Linked DNA regions of Nomascus leucogenys: region 2 is linked to region 1. Evidence: chromatin contacts called from public Hi-C data. All regions are on one chromosome and are shown on one strand. Each heading gives the region's core, a stretch centred on a gene start, on an enhancer-like site or on the middle of the called end of the contact. The rest is flanking DNA. Distances are from core to core; before and after follow the strand shown. Region 1 holds the start of PIM1 (serine/threonine-protein kinase pim-1). Region 2 has its middle 35 kb from the start of PIM1.

Region 1 (2,721 bases), core at 168-2,667:
AGGCTGGCGCGGGAGACCGGCCGAGGCCTCCGGGCTGGGCCGGGCCGGGCCGAATCACCTGGGCAGCTCCCTCCCGGGCCTGGCTCACCATCGAAGTCCGTGTAGACGGTGTCCTTGAGCAGCGCCCCCGACCCGAAGTCGATGAGCTTGAGCTCGCCGCGATTGAGGTCGATAAGGATGTTTTCGTCCTTGATGTCGCGGTGGAGCACCCCGCAGTTGTGGCAGTGCCGCACGGCCTCCAGCACCTGCCAGAAGAAGCTGCGGGCCAGCTCCTCTTGCAGGGCCCCCCTTTCCGTGATAAAGTCGAAGAGATCTTGCACCGGCTCGGGTCTCTCCAGGATCAGAACGAAACTGTCGGGCCTCTCGAACCAGTCCAGGAGCCTAATGACGCCGGAGAAACCCGAGCTCACCTTCTTCAGCAGGACCACTTCCATGGGCACTCGGGTGCCATTAGGCTGCAGGGGCGAGGGGGCCGCGTTAGGGCGGGAGTCGGGGGCGCCCTCACCCCACCCACGCATCCTGGGGGTCGCTCCTGGAGGGCACTCACCAGCTCTCCCCAGTCGGAAATCCGGTCCTTCTCCACGTGTTTGATGGCCACCTGGAAGCCCCAGAGTCTCCGTCAGGTCCCCTCGTCCGGGCTAAAGCACGGCCGTGCGCCCCCCGCCCGGCGCGCCCTCCCCACCGCGAGGCGCCCACTCACCGGCAAGTTGTCGGAGACGCGGATGCCTGAGTAGACCGAGCCGAAGCCGCCGCTGCCCAGTAGCGGGCCCACCTGGTACTGCGACTCCAGGGGCTCCTTCTCCTTGCCTAGGAAAGGCGGAGGCACGGGGACTCAGTGCCGGCCCGCGAGCCGCCAGCTCCCCACCCAGGAGATCCCGCCGCCGCCCCGCATCCCCGGGCCGGAGGCGGGGAGGTGCTCTCACCGGGCGCCAGCTTGGTGGCGTGCAGGTCGCTGCAGGGCGCGGCGCGCAGGTGGGCAAGCGAGTTGATTTTGGACAAGAGCATCCCAACCTCCAGGATGTCGGCGCAGGGACGGTGCCCAGAGGGGCTGCAGCAGGAGCCGGAGCCGGGGCTGTGCCGAAGGCTATGCCTGGGGCTGTGGCTGTGGCTGCGGGTGGCGTTGCGGCTGTGGCTGCGGCTGGCGCGGAAGGCCGAGGGCGAGTCGGAGGACAACTGAGGGCGCTGCCGGGACTGGCGGCGGGAGGGCGCGCCAGCGGGGTCGGGCAGCGCTGAGAGCGGCGGGGTGAGCGGCTCGTGGGGCTCGTGCGGCAGCGCCGCGGGGCAGGAGGCTAGTGGCTGCTGCTGCTGCTGCTGCTGCCGGTCCCGCCGCCGCCGCTGCTGCCACCGACTCCTCTCGGGCCTCCTCAGCCACCGCGGCCGCTGCAGCAGACGCCCGGCTCGCCCCACAGCCAGGAGTAAAGGGGAGGAGCGCGCCGGCGGGGAGGGCGCGCGGGGAGGGCGCGGCGGGCGGGGACAGGGCGGGGCCTCTCCGGGAGGCCAAGGCGGGGAGCAGGGCTGCCGGGCCGGCCGAGGGAGGAGAGGGGGTGGGGAAGCGGCGGGACTGGGCGACTCCCCTCGGCCTCCGCCCCGCGCGCTCCGTGGCCGCGCCCCGGCCCCGCCCCCGCCAGCGCTCTCCAGCCAACCAGAAGCCGACTGATCTGCATAACTCGGCGCGCCCCGCCCCGCCCCGCCCCGCCCCGCCCCGCTCCCGCGGTCAGAATGGTCTCTACGCCGCCACGACGTGGCGGGAAGGAAAAGGCGCCAAAATGGAGGGGGAGGGGCGCGGGGCGTGAGGGGAGGCGGGAGCTGGGTGTAGGGCCGCGAGGGAGGAAGGATGGGGAGGGGCGTATCGATTCAAACCCAAACAATAACAAAGCCATCAAAGGCCGCCCGAGGCCGGCTCTGCGGCTCTCCGTTTCGCTGAGGTTTTTGGGTCAAGGGCTCGAGCCGGAGCATAACAAGTTGCGCGGAGACGACGGGCGTTGGTGTGTCAGGCGGGGAGGCCGGCGCGCCGGGTGTCGGACTGTGTGTGGGGATGCCGACGAGGGTGGTCTTTCTGTGTGACTCAGACCCGAGACCTCCAAGTCGGCTGGGGCGGGCTGACGTCGCGCTGTAGGCTGGGGGCGGATTCTGGGGGTTTGTGTGTTGGGGGGCGCGTCGGGGGCGAAGGATCCGCAGGACATGAGTCACGGAGGGAGTGGAGGAGTCAGGCCTGGAACAGAACTGGAGGCGGGAGCCCTGCTCCTGCGGGAAAGGGATGCAGCCCTCAGTCGTTCCGGCCGGCTAAAAGCTCAGCCCCGGGATTCCCATTTTAGAAATGCAAAAGCACCAGCGAATCCTGATTCCTGCGAAGGGATGTGTGTCAAAGGGCCGGGTAAAGAGGAAATCACGAAGCAAATGTTAGTGTTGTGATGCCAGATGCTGCCTCAGCCCCTTCTGTGAGGGCGGAAAATTCCTCATCTAAAACGAGGGTGGGAGGGCGCGCTTGATTTAACCAGTTTTCACGTTGTAGTCACCTTTTCATCAGCCTGGTATTACCAGGCAGGCAATACCAGCAATTATTGGCCAACCCCAAGTCTTGTCTCAAAGGAAACCCCCCACCCTCTGCCTCCCTTGGAAATAACCCGGAACACTGACCAATTCCACTTGCATCCTTTGTCCTTTTAAACTTCATGTAGAGTTGGTAACGACGTGTGAAATGAGTAAATTAAAATACTATAT
Region 2 (2,700 bases), core at 152-2,651, 35 kb before region 1:
CAGCCTGGGCAATATAGTAAGACTTCATCTCTACAAAAAATTTAAAAATTAGGCCGGGCACGGTGGCTCATGCCACGCCTGTAATCCCAGCACTTTGAGTTCGGGCAGATCATTTGAGTTCAGGAGTTTGAGACCAACGTGGCCAACATGTCAAAACCCCGTCTCTACCAAAAAATACAAAAATTAGCTGGGCATGGTGCTGGGTGCCTGTAGCCCCAGCTACTCAGGAGCCTGAGGCAGGAAAATCGCTGGAACCCGGGAGGTGGAGGTTGCAGTGAGCCGAGATCACTCCACTGCACTCCAGCCTGGGTGACAGGGCAAGACTTTGTCTCAAAAAAATAAAAATTAAAATTAAAATTAGCCAAACATGGTTTGGCTGGTGGTGCGTGCCTATATCCCAACTACTTGGAAGTCTGAAGTGGGCGGATCACTTGAGCCTGGGAGGCAGAGGTTGCATTGAGCCAAGATTGTGCCACTGCACTCCGCCTGGGTGACAGTGAGACCATGTGTCAAAAAAAAAAAAAAAAAGAAAGAAAAAGAAAAAAGAAAGGAGGGAGGAAAAGGAAAGTTGGGAGCCTGAGAAGGTGCAGGTACCCCTGGGATAGCAGATCTGTAAGCGTTTTTCAGTCATTTCCACCTAGGGTGACAGGAGGGGCTGTGTGCAGGGGATGATGGTGTCAAGAGGAAGCAAGCAGGCATGGAACTTCCCCAGAGAGAAGAGGGTCTCCGCTTTCCCACGGCCTCTGCTCTTAGGTGTCTAACCACCAAATATTTCTTCAGCAACTTTCCCACCTGACTGTGGCTGCCTTTAACTCCAAGTCATTTCTAGCAATAGTGTCCCACGGAGGATAAACTTCATTCTCCGTCAGCTTCCTCCCACTGGTTCAAGATGTGTCAATGTTTCCATGAGGTTTACTTCTTTTCACCTCACGGCTTTCACTCTTCATTTCCCTGGCCTCCTTTCCCCTAGTCCTCCCCACATGGATTGCTACCTTTCTTCAGTCTCTTTTTTTTTTTTTTTTAATTTTTTTAAAATGTTTTTGCTGTGTCACCCAGGCTGGAGTGCAGTGGCACCAGGCTCAAGTGATCCCGCTTCAGCCACCTGAGTAGCTGGGACTACAGGTGCATGCCACCACGCCTGACTAATTTTTGTATTTTTCTGTAGAGACAGGGTTTCGCTATGTTGCCCGGGCTTGTCTTGAACTTCTGGGCTCATGTGATCCTCCAGGCTCTGCCTTCCAAAGTGTTGGGATTACAGGCGTGAACCACTGTGCCCGGCCTCCTCAGTGTCTTCTGACTGTTGGTCTGTACACACGGACTGAAGCTTTGCTTCCCCCCAAGCCCCACTGCATCCCTCTCTCCACCCAGCAAGTGTTTTATGAAGGGCCCTGGGAGCCAGCCCTGGAGGAGGCTGCCTGGAGACAAGGACTGAGCCCCTGACTCGCAGACACACAGGGAAGATGCGCAGGGAAGCACTCCCAGCCTCCCTCCCGTGTCGTCCTCTCACCAGCTATTAGTAAAAGAGGGACTCATTTAAATGCTTACTTTTTTCCCACAAATAAATTATGATTTTATTCCCTGGGAAATAGTTTTTACAAATGCCTCTGATCATATTTTGTTTCATTAACAGGGGATTTTTTTGTTTTGTTTTACATCTCTTTTGTTATTATTTTTTTAATTTTACTTTAGATTCAAGGGCACGTGTGCAGATTTCTTTTCTTTTCTTTTCTTTTTTTTTTTTTTTTTTTTGAGATGGAATCTCACTCTGTAGCCCAGGCTCTGGAGTACAGGGGTGTGATCTCGGCTCACTGCAACCTCCACCTCCTGGGTTCAAGTGATTCTCTTGCCTCAGCCTCCCGAGTAGCTGGGATTACAGGCACTCACCACCATGCCCGGCTAATTTTTGTATTTTTAGTAGAGAAAGGGTTTCACCACGTTGGCCAGGATGGTCTCGGACTCCTGACCTCAAGTGATCTGCTGGCCTTGGCCTCTCAAAGTGCTGGGATTACAAGTATGAGTCACTGCACCTGGCTGGATTCCCCAGTTTTGTGATCCTCACCCTTCTCCAACCTTCCACCCTCTAGTAGGCCCCAATGTCTGCTGTTCCCTTCTTCGTGTCCATATGTACTCAGTGTTCAGCTCCCACTTGCAAGGGAGAACACGCGGTATTTTTTTTCTGTTCCTGTGTTAGTTTGCTTAGGAAACAAGGGTTTTATGCATGTGTGTTTGGTGTATGATTGTGTGTGTCTGTGCATCTGTATTGTGTGTGTGAATGTATGCATTCGGGTCTGTGTGTATGTTTGCAATCTGGGTTTGTGCACGTGCATGCTTGTATTTGTGTCTGTTGTGTCTATGTGTGTATGTTTGTGTATCTGTGTTTGCGTATGTGAATATGTGTGTGTATTTGTGTATGTTGTGTCTGTGTGTCTGTGTTTGTGTGAGTATGTGCGTGTATTTGTATATGTTGTGTCTGTGTGTATGTTTGGGTATCTGTGTTTGTGTATGTGAATATGAGTGTGTATTTGTGTATGTTGTGTCTGTGTGTATGTTTGTATGTCTGTGCTTGTGTGTGTGTGTGTGCTTGTGTATATGTAAAAGACTGAGTTAAATAATTACTTGGCGATTATCAGAAATAACTTTCATATTAAAGATACACAAAACTCAAAATTTTGTCAGACTTTACATGTTTTTAAAATCTCC

What was found. A called contact is a pair of places that touch in the nucleus more often than the background predicts.
Region 2: a Hi-C map of an unstated tissue shows a contact between it and region 1, with 2.3 times the contacts expected there. The contact joins the enhancer-like site here to the promoter of PIM1 in region 1. A contact is called at or near these places in 2 of 4 Hi-C or Micro-C datasets (a lymphoblastoid cell line and an unstated tissue).

Annotation. Positions count from the first base shown.
Region 1 is chr17:808,690-811,410 of Asia_NLE_v1, reverse strand. It overlaps PIM1 (serine/threonine-protein kinase pim-1), which reads right to left and starts at 1,417. Exons shown (of 6, transcript XM_012496573.2): 1 at 924-1,417; 2 at 701-807; 3 at 548-598; 4 at 89-455. The coding sequence starts at 1,005.
Region 2 is chr17:843,547-846,246 of Asia_NLE_v1, reverse strand. No RefSeq gene overlaps it. Among named protein-coding and RNA genes, the nearest start is that of PIM1, 35 kb to the right of the region's middle. Within about 2 kb of position 1,401, the one cell type or tissue checked has an H3K27ac peak away from gene starts, as active enhancers do. A contact at or near this core is called in a lymphoblastoid cell line, where this site is marked.